Linked DNA regions of Anser cygnoides: region 1 is linked to region 2. Evidence: chromatin contacts called from public Hi-C data. All regions are on one chromosome and are shown on one strand. The core of a region is the stretch at or near the end of the contact, and the rest is flanking DNA. Distances in the headings are between cores, read along the strand shown. Region 1 overlaps TCF7L2 (transcription factor 7 like 2). Region 2 has its middle 18 kb from the start of HABP2.

Evidence for each region. Hi-C and Micro-C count contacts between places; a contact is called where the count stands out from the background.
Region 1: a contact with region 2 is called in a Hi-C map of liver, with 4 times the contacts expected there. The contact joins two enhancer-like sites. A contact is called at or near these places in 2 of 7 Hi-C or Micro-C datasets (both in liver).

The regions. Positions count from the first base shown.
Region 1 is chr7:9,680,350-9,684,742 of Taihu_goose_T2T_genome, reverse strand. The region is part of intron 3 of TCF7L2 (transcription factor 7 like 2); the gene reads left to right. Among named protein-coding and RNA genes, the nearest start is that of TCF7L2, 22 kb to the left of the region's middle. Within about 2 kb of position 2,827, at least 1 of the 3 cell types and tissues checked has open chromatin away from gene starts, as enhancers often do. A contact at or near this core is called in liver, where this site is marked.
Region 2 is chr7:9,320,529-9,324,997 of Taihu_goose_T2T_genome, reverse strand. No RefSeq gene overlaps it. Among named protein-coding and RNA genes, the nearest start is that of HABP2, 18 kb to the right of the region's middle. Within about 2 kb of position 2,252, at least 2 of the 3 cell types and tissues checked have open chromatin away from gene starts, as enhancers often do. A contact at or near this core is called in liver, where this site is marked.

The DNA of each region.
Region 1 (4,393 bases), core at 1,578-4,077, 360 kb before region 2:
CTTCCTCAAGTGCCTTGCTAGGGTCCAAAAGGCGGCCTCCCTCAGCCGGCGGTGGAATGCAGCTTCCTGGGCCAGCCCTGGTAATGCCTCAGACTCTGTGCTCACAGAGGGCACACAACAAATGTAACTTAAAGTCCTTGATTTTCTACGGCCAACAGCTTGAGGGGGAAGAGGAGATGGGGAGGACAGCGGAAGAGTGGAGAGTGAGAAAATGCCCTTTTGTAGTGGATCTAAACAAAACGACATCCAAGAAACACTGGCGGTTTGAAAACTGTTTTTGTGTTTTAGAAGTAGTCCCAGCTGAGAGACATTGCTGAGCAGAGTTCAGGCAAGCAGGCCAAAGGTGCAGCATAAATTTAGTTTGTCAGATTGTTGCTGAAATAAATGAACATTATTCCTTGGAATAATCATAACTGCCCATATGGCATAAATAAAGTCATGGTGTGGTCTCACAAAATACATAGTGGCTTGTACTCGTTGTGCCTTCTGACCTGGAAGTAGAAAAGAGTGTAATCCTGTTCCAGTAATAATCATTGAGCCTTGCTATTGATTTGTGGGAGACCCTGTGAGTGTGGCGAGTGGGGACGGACGATCTGGAGTAGCGGCTGAGGAATAAGTCACTGATGGACTGCCCTGTTTGTTTAGCTTTGGTCACAGCATGGCACTCGGTGCTCGCTCGCTTTGTGATTTTAATTTACTGTCTTTGGTCCAAATGAATGTTTAACAAGGCTGCACCTAGTAATTTTACAAGTAGCCTTAGGAATTCATTCACTGTGTAAAAGCGTTTTGCAGAAGAGCTGAACTGCTAGGAGAGGTGGAGCGAAGGTGTGGCGGCCTGTCCGAGCAGACACCCCGCCTGGCAGAGGGAAGGGGATGAGGCTCTTGTCTGCAGTCCGACTTGCTTTTTAATGTGTTTTTATTGCCTAATCAATATACAATATGGATCCACTCCCCGGTCAACTTAAGCACCACTTAACTGAGAAATAAATGATAAACCCATTAAGCTTTGCTAGTAGAGAACATTTCAGGGTGATTATGGATGCTCTGCTAAATTTTTTGGCATCCCTTGAGTGAGACTAATTGCCTTCCCTCAGGGCAGCTCTACGAGCTTGGGTCGCATCCTGGCCTTGGTAAAGCTGGTGTTTTCTCTATGCATTTTCTCTTTTAAATAAGTATTTTAAAGAGAGACAGTGTACACCAGCCTTTGTCTCTGGTCTTCTGCTGTGCCCTGAAAGCGGGGCCTTCTTCACCTGCTGTGCCTCTTTGGCCAGCTCTTGGCCGACAGTCTCTGAAGGGGTACAGGCATGGGCCGTGTCTGCGGATTGAGGCCCTCTGTGCCAGAACGGCTGTTTTTTGGGGACCCTGCCTCACAAGCCGGGGACGGACTTGTGATGGCAAGACCTGGAAGTCAGGCTGGGTCTTCCGCTGGTCTGGCACCCGCTGTTTTTTCTGAGGAGGCTGACCTCAGCGGGGCTGCCGTCCTGGGCTGGGAGAGCGGCTTCAGCACAGCAGCCCACGCGGCTCTGTGACAGGGCTCTGACCGCTCTAAAAAGCCAGATTTTTTTCAGATCCGGCCTCTTGCCAGGATACTGTGTGCCCTTCAACAGCCAGTGGAGCTAGCAGTCACAGTGGATATCCGCGAGGCCCGTTAATGAGGAGCTGGACGAGGGAGCGCTGCGTCAGACAGGAGCAGGGCAAGCTTTGTTTAATCGGCTTCTCGAGTCCAGTCTCCAGCTACGACAACTGATTTGCAACGGAGGCCGCCAGGACAAGCTGGGATACAAAAGCCTGAGGATGCATTATTCTGCTTGGCTTTGAGGCTTTGCGCTGGCTGCTAGTGATAGCTGAGACTTAGTAAATTAAAAAAAAAATATATTAAAAAAAAATCTGCTTATTAGGTGCTCAGCCCAGTTCCTGGTCGCTGTGTAGACTTCTGGCCATGCTGTCCCCAAAGGTGCATCCAAGGCACTGTCAGCACCGGTCTCCTTTTGTGCCAGAGCGTCAACTTGACACCTGTGCGCCATGGCTGGAGCCGAGCCTGCTCGGTGATAGAGTAGGAAGTCTCCTCTTTTGAGGGATTACAACCTGGGAACAGTCTCCCTGTTTTTGTAAGAGAGAACTGATCTAAAGCACTCGGAAACTTTCCCCTGGTCTTCGTCATTTCTCGCATGCTGGAGATTCTTCCTGGTGCCATTGGAGCTTGCCTGCATGGGGCTCGTTGCCTGTTGCGCGGCCCTTGGTTTGCTCTCGCAGCTATTTTGATGGTTAGTGGGCTGCGTGGCTCTTATTTCTGCTCTGCTCAGCCTCGTGCTGGGGGGAAGAGGCTGCGTGTAATTTATAAATAAATATTTATTATTTGGAGTGATGACTGAGAGAGAGGGCATTTCCTGGCTGCGAGTGACGGGTTGGAAGAGTTGGAATCTGCCGGCTCTCAGGTGCCAGGCGATGACCAAACCCAGAAGTCCATTATTACTTTTCTGCTGTGACCCCTGCCCTTCTCTCCCATGCAAACCTGCACCTTACTCCCGTGCCAGCTTGACAAAAATAAACACGCTCCCAAGATCGCTCCCCCCACCGTGCAGTCAAGTGCCTGCTTTGCACAAGGATGCAAGTAGCGTCGCTGCCTCGCCACAGATAAGGGTGATAAGGGTCTGGCCCAGAAACATTGCCCCATACCCACAGCCTTCAGTGGGACAGGAGTAACGCTTGCAAAATTGGGTCCCGGTTCTTGCCACAGCCTTGCCTGCTGCCACCCCTTCCCTGCCCAGCCCGCCTGGGTCAAGCGCCGAGAGGGCTGCGGAGACACTGTGTTCTCTTTCTGCCCATTAATCTGCCAAGCGCTGAGGGGATCGGGTTTTCTTTCTTCGTAGCTTGACGGGCACAAATCACCAGATGATGGGCTTGTGTGGGAATTGATGTCTTTGAGAGTTTTCAGAGTTTTTGATTGGGTGCTCCCGAGATGTTGGGAAGCCCTCCAAGGGAATGACCTGTGGGATCGGTGCCAACTGTACTTTCAGAAGTGACCCGAGACACTTGGAGCTGTTCCCAGTGCTCAGAATTACACTGAAAGGCCAGCATGATGAAAAAACAAATGCAGCATTGCTAAATGTGTGTTGTCCAAAGATTGTGTGAACTGTCGTAACTCTGCTTAAAAAAAAAAAAGCACATAACAATGGCTCTCTCCCGATTTTCTTCAGCTGAGCATCAGGCCATGTGTCTGATTTGTCTCTGTATATAAAACATTCATTGGAATAATAATAAAATAATAACGAAAAAAAAGGTTGAAAATGAAAGAAGTATTTATATTTTTTGTTGGGGGCACACAAAAGGTAATGGTGGTATTTGAATAGAAAACTTAAACCTGAAACAGCGGACAGAATACTGTAATTTTTCTCAGGGCATTGATTTGTATTTGATTTAAATTTTAGTGCAGAAAAACAGAATGATGTTTTCCAGGTTCCAGTGAGGTTTTAGTGTCTCTGCTTTCTATCTGTGCCGAATTTCCCCTTGCCACCTCTAGAAGGAGAATATTTTATATACCATTACTTTAACTACTTTTTGATCTGACCGTAATCATCTTCTATTACAATGTTTAGGTTAAAGAGGTTTTTTGGTATTCTGGTATTGGCTTTGAAAATCTTTAGTCACTGATATCTTTGTTGCTCATTAAGTACATTTTAATTTTTAAACCAAGACTTCTGTCTAAATGTTGGTTTCTTTCAAAGGATCTCCTCTGAATTATGAAAATCCTACCTACATTTTAAGTCATCTAGCTGAATTTTTTCTGTTAAATGATGTACAGCAACTAGTAGTGCATGTTAGTATATAATTCAAGACAAAATGATTTTGCAGAAAATCTGTTAGTGATTTTTCTTTCTCTTCTTCTAAACCAGAAAGAATAAGAGGAAGAATAGCCAAGGGATTGATTGCATTCATAGTTAATAGTATAGATACTGATGTGCATGGCTGTTTGAAATTATAAAAGCTTTGTCCCAGATAACCTCATTTTCGTGAAGGAACCTGAAAAATGTGGATGTGGGGATTAGATTTACTTGGCCCTAAGAAAATAATGTTTCTTTTAATTTGAAACAAACTTTCTTGAACAGATTTTGAGAGGCAAACCATGTCTTGCCTAATTGGCAGAATTAGCTCTCCAAAAACGCATGTTCTTTTCAAACCCAGAATGCACGACTTTGCCTGCAAATATTTTTAATGTTATTATGTGAGCTAGTAGCTGGAGCACTTCACTGAAAATCGGGACTTGGGGGTGTTGGTCCCTATCTCTCCTGATATATCTAAATCCTAACAGCTGAAGCTTTCCAATGCTAGGTACCCATGTTGAAAAGCTCAGGGCTTCATCCTCAGCGGCACTCTGATTTTTGTCATCGCCTCT
Region 2 (4,469 bases), core at 1,003-3,502:
GCCGTGTGATGGCTCATGCTCTTGTCCTGCAGCTGGGCATCAAAGGATGCTGCAGCCGAGCGTAGCTCCCTGCCTGGGGCTCCTGTAACAGCCAGGGGTTACGGTCTGTACAGCGGCCACATCAATACTGAATCCTGCATTTCACAGTTCCCCTGTGATCTAGCTGTAGGTACATGCCGATAAAACAGCTTTTCTGGTTTTCTCTTCTAACGTTTTTTCATCCGCCCCTTCCTTCCTTCCCGATCCAAGAAGTGCCTCTCGCAAGCCACAGTGTCTAGAGCAGGCGAGAGGGGCTGAAGGCTGAGGGACCGGCACATTTTGGGCTGCTGCTGGGGGAGCAGCCCACACCCAGCGCTGCCTACAGCATTCTTTTTGGAGACTGAGTTCCCTTGCTCCCTGCTTGTCCTGAAACCTGCTGCCAGCCATGCTGGTTTGTACCCAAGCTTGTGGTCCCCATGCTCTGACATAAAAATCCCGCTAATTCTGTGTGAAGTCACTCATCCACGCCTGGTGAGGAGTCAAGCTGTGACCATTACTTTCAGACCACTTATGACACGAGCTAGATTTAGACACGTATCTCAAGAAGCATAAACCTGTATTTTCTGACTTCACTGCAGTTCTAGATGATGGTAAAAGTCAAACCCGCCACAATAATTACCCATCTATTTCTCATCATGCTTTCTGTAGTGCCCGTCACTGTAAAACCCAGGATATATTTGAAAGTTAAATAAATCATGCGAAACTCAGATCTTTGTTTCAGCGAGGCATTTTTTGCAGCGTCGGAACGGAGTGCAAGTTGTAAGTCTTGTCTGTGCGAAGTGTCTTTTATAGCTTCCTTGCTTGTACAGCGCAGCTTGGGAATTTTAAGACAGAGGAGGGTACATAAATTGTACAGCTCTGTGCTGCAGAGGAGACTGCTGTAACGCTGCTGAAGGTGGGAGAGTTGTAAATGGGAAGGACTTTTGTTCAGTGTTTAGTATAACCATTTCACTTTGTGCTGAGACAGAGACAGCAGGTGGAGAACGCTTTTTGGGTTTTAGAAACATTTAACTGAGCAAGAACACACCTTCCTTCCTCTGTTTTTCAGGTCTCAGGGAGACTATACAGACATCACTTTTCATTCTGAGGGACACAGCAAATCAAAGCCAGACCAGGTCTGGGTAGTTTTTTCTCTCTTGCTGCTGCCTTCCACAAGTGTGGGAATTTCGTTGGTAAGATGATGCTGATATCACTGGTTTTATCTTCTGCTGATGCTGATGCTGAGCTGATGTGCCTGGTGTAGGAAGGTTTCTTACAAAAGTGTTTTTGGGAAGAGGTAGAGATAGATGTACTGGGATTCTCTATGTCTGTGCTGGTTCTTACAGGTCAGGGATGATAAAGTGTCCGTGGAACCGAGGTAGGGCAGGATGGCATCCCCTGGAGGTGTCCTGAGGTGGTCCCATGGCTGCAGCAGTGACTTGCAGGTAGCTGCCACTGCTGCCTACTGTTCCGAGGGAAAACCCCATTCCTCACAGGGGGATTGAGGGAGAGGTCCCCAGTGTTGCCTTCATGGCCCCTCTGCTGTCTTGAGATTCTCACTGAGGTCAGGGCAAGTCCAGATGAGCATGTGTCAGGGTCACGAGTTACACCGCTATCAGTCATCATCTAGGAAAGGGAACATCTCTTCTCTTCCCTGTCCCTTACACTGGAATTTTGCTGGGTCTGCATGGGCCAGGTTTTCACCCGGAGGGAATAAATAGAGTCTTCACCTTTTTGAAGAGGGTGAAGAGGAGCTGGTGCCACAGGAGCAGGCAAAACTTCTAACAGGACTGTCCAACGAGACTGGCCAGCCTGCTCTGTTGTATCCATTAATAACGGTGCTGCACACACAGAGTTCTCAATCCTGTGTTTTGTGAATCATAAAACAGGGGGAGCCATCCTTTCAAGTATCTAGTAGGACACCTCCTTTTCAGACCTCAGTGTTTCAAATACCTCCAGTGTTGAAACGGATGTGGCTGGAGAGAGGAGTCACTCCTCTGCCCTGTGCAAAAAATCCCGGCGGACCAAACGCCAAGAGACGCTGCGCACCCCTTTCAGTAGCTCTTATTGATGCAGCCAGGCAAACTGCAGGTCATGCTACACAGCAGTCAAGTGTGCGCCCCACGGTGGGAACAGCAGAGGCACTTTGTGGCTGCAGCCCACTGCCGTGGCTGGATGCTGACCTGCAGAAGCACCGTCGCTCTGCTCTGCCAGTCCCAGCGCAGCTCGCTGCACACAGATCGAGCGGGCGAGAGGGGTTCTTTATTTGCTGAGATTGCAGAGAAGTCTGTGTTACCGTGACCTTGCTTTTCTGTGGCTCCTGTTCTAGCCAGCCGCACCGTGTTGCGACCTGACCTTTCCTTGAATGTAACTGTTATTTGCAGAACGAGAGGTGAATGCTCAGAAATGTTTTTGGAAGCTGGCGGCAAAGGCCAGGTTAATGGTTACGTGTGTGCTAACACAGACTCTGACCCACGGAGTCTCGGCGCAACCGAGAGCGCTGCTGTCATCTGCTCGCGTGGCGCAGGACGGCACAGCGCAGAGCCCACCTAGAGCAGCGATGTCTCCTCACTGCCACATCTCTCATTAGCAGCAGCCTCTACAGCAAGAGACACTTCTTTCAAAACTTAAAAAGTGAGCGTGAATGCTGTTCAAAAGCCTGCTTGTTAGAAGACTAGAAGCGGATGGCAGCCTGAGCTGGGGAGATATAGAAGACTTAAAATACATATATATGAATCATATATGCCAGCCTATAAGCCAGCGTGTACAGAAACTGACCTTGCTGTTTCATCACTGCAGAGTACACGAACTGCATAATTTGCTCCATCCCACGAGTACTTGTCCCCCTCTGCTGTCTGTCCTGGTGTCACACACTGCAGCTGTGTGGGGCAGCTTCGCCCCCTCCCTCTTCCATCCGTTCCTTCTCCTTCAGCCGACAGCGGGACAGCCGACCTTCTGTCTTCATCATTTCTTCAACAAAAATATGGCCCAGTTTCTGTTCATTTTGGTGCAGGGATGAGTCCTGATCAGTCAGGGTGCAGCGTTTTAGTTGGCTGGTTGCTTATCTGAAAGGGAGGATCTCCCGCCATAGGTGGGGGAAAAAGAAGACATTTCTGACTGGAGAGATGAATGGAAAGGTCTCTCTCTCAAAAAATGCATAAGAATGAAGTGCTTAGACCTGGACATAATAGGTGTTCAGGAACTCAGCTTTGAGTTCAGATTCAATGTCAATGTATATTCACAGTCTTGTCTGAGGATGTCTCTGCTCCCGCCTGACAAAAGTTGTCAAGAGTAGTCACTTTTTCCATTTTCTAGCTAAATTGCACAAAAAAAGTTATTGTTCTCCAAGCTGAAGATCTAAATTTAGCTTGCCCTTGAGGTAGGCAATCTCCATCAGAAAATATGTGTCCTTCACAAGTAGAAACAAACAACTATTCTACATGAAGCTGATATGTGAAATAAGCTAAGAACGCATCCTCCTGGGAGTCCAGCAGCCTGCTAGAAGTCCTGGGTCCGCAGTGCTAGAAATGTATTTTGTTCGTGGAGTCTGGAAAAGATCTGCTTAATTTTTTATCCCAGATGACAGTTTTGTTAACCTCTCTCCCTTTCGAGCATTTTTCATTTAAATATTTTTCAATAGAAAATACATAGAGAGAGTGTCGTAAAGGAGCAGGAAAATTTAAGAGGATGTGAGACTGATGGTGCTGGACCTGCCATAAAGTGTCAGCTCTGCAGCCTGGTCTCCTTCTGCTCTCTCATGGGTTTCTGCACTGAAAAACCGCAAAGTTCCACTGCATACGAATGAATTTGGGCTGCACACACATACTTCACGTGTAAGGACAACGTGAAGCCTGTCTCAGTGGATTTAGCCAGGAACCTCATCACCCTAAGCGTGCTTATGAGTAGGTGCACGTGCTGGAGACACACCTCAGCAGTGCCTCTGAGCATCAGCCTGGTGGTGCCCTTTGTGGTCAAACACATGGCTGGATGGAAAGGACTCGCGTTACGTTCACAGAGGGCCAAACAGGCAAAGCCAGTTCCGGCTGGCCTTTTGGGTGACTGGGAGTGTGCTGGTGTAAATCAGAGCACACAGCTAACTCTGCAGCCCTACAGCACCAATCCATACATCACTTCTCCAACGCATGTTGCTGATGTTGACGTTCTGATCTTCCCACTGTGGAAAACGTTACACTTGGGAGAGTGTCTTTTGTTTTACTCATTCCTTACCGAGCTAAAACGTGTGGTATAGTCTCTTTGCGCTCAAAAATGTTACAAAGATGTTTATGTCTTTGCTTAGAAAAAGCTGCCCTTGATTAGCAGCCAGGTATTCACTCACCAGTCATCCCTTCACTGGAAGAATGTGCCATGCAGGCTGCAGAGGAAAGTAATTATGCTTAAGAGAAACTACCCCTGGCTTAAAGCCACCGGGGAAAATAAATCAATTGAACAGA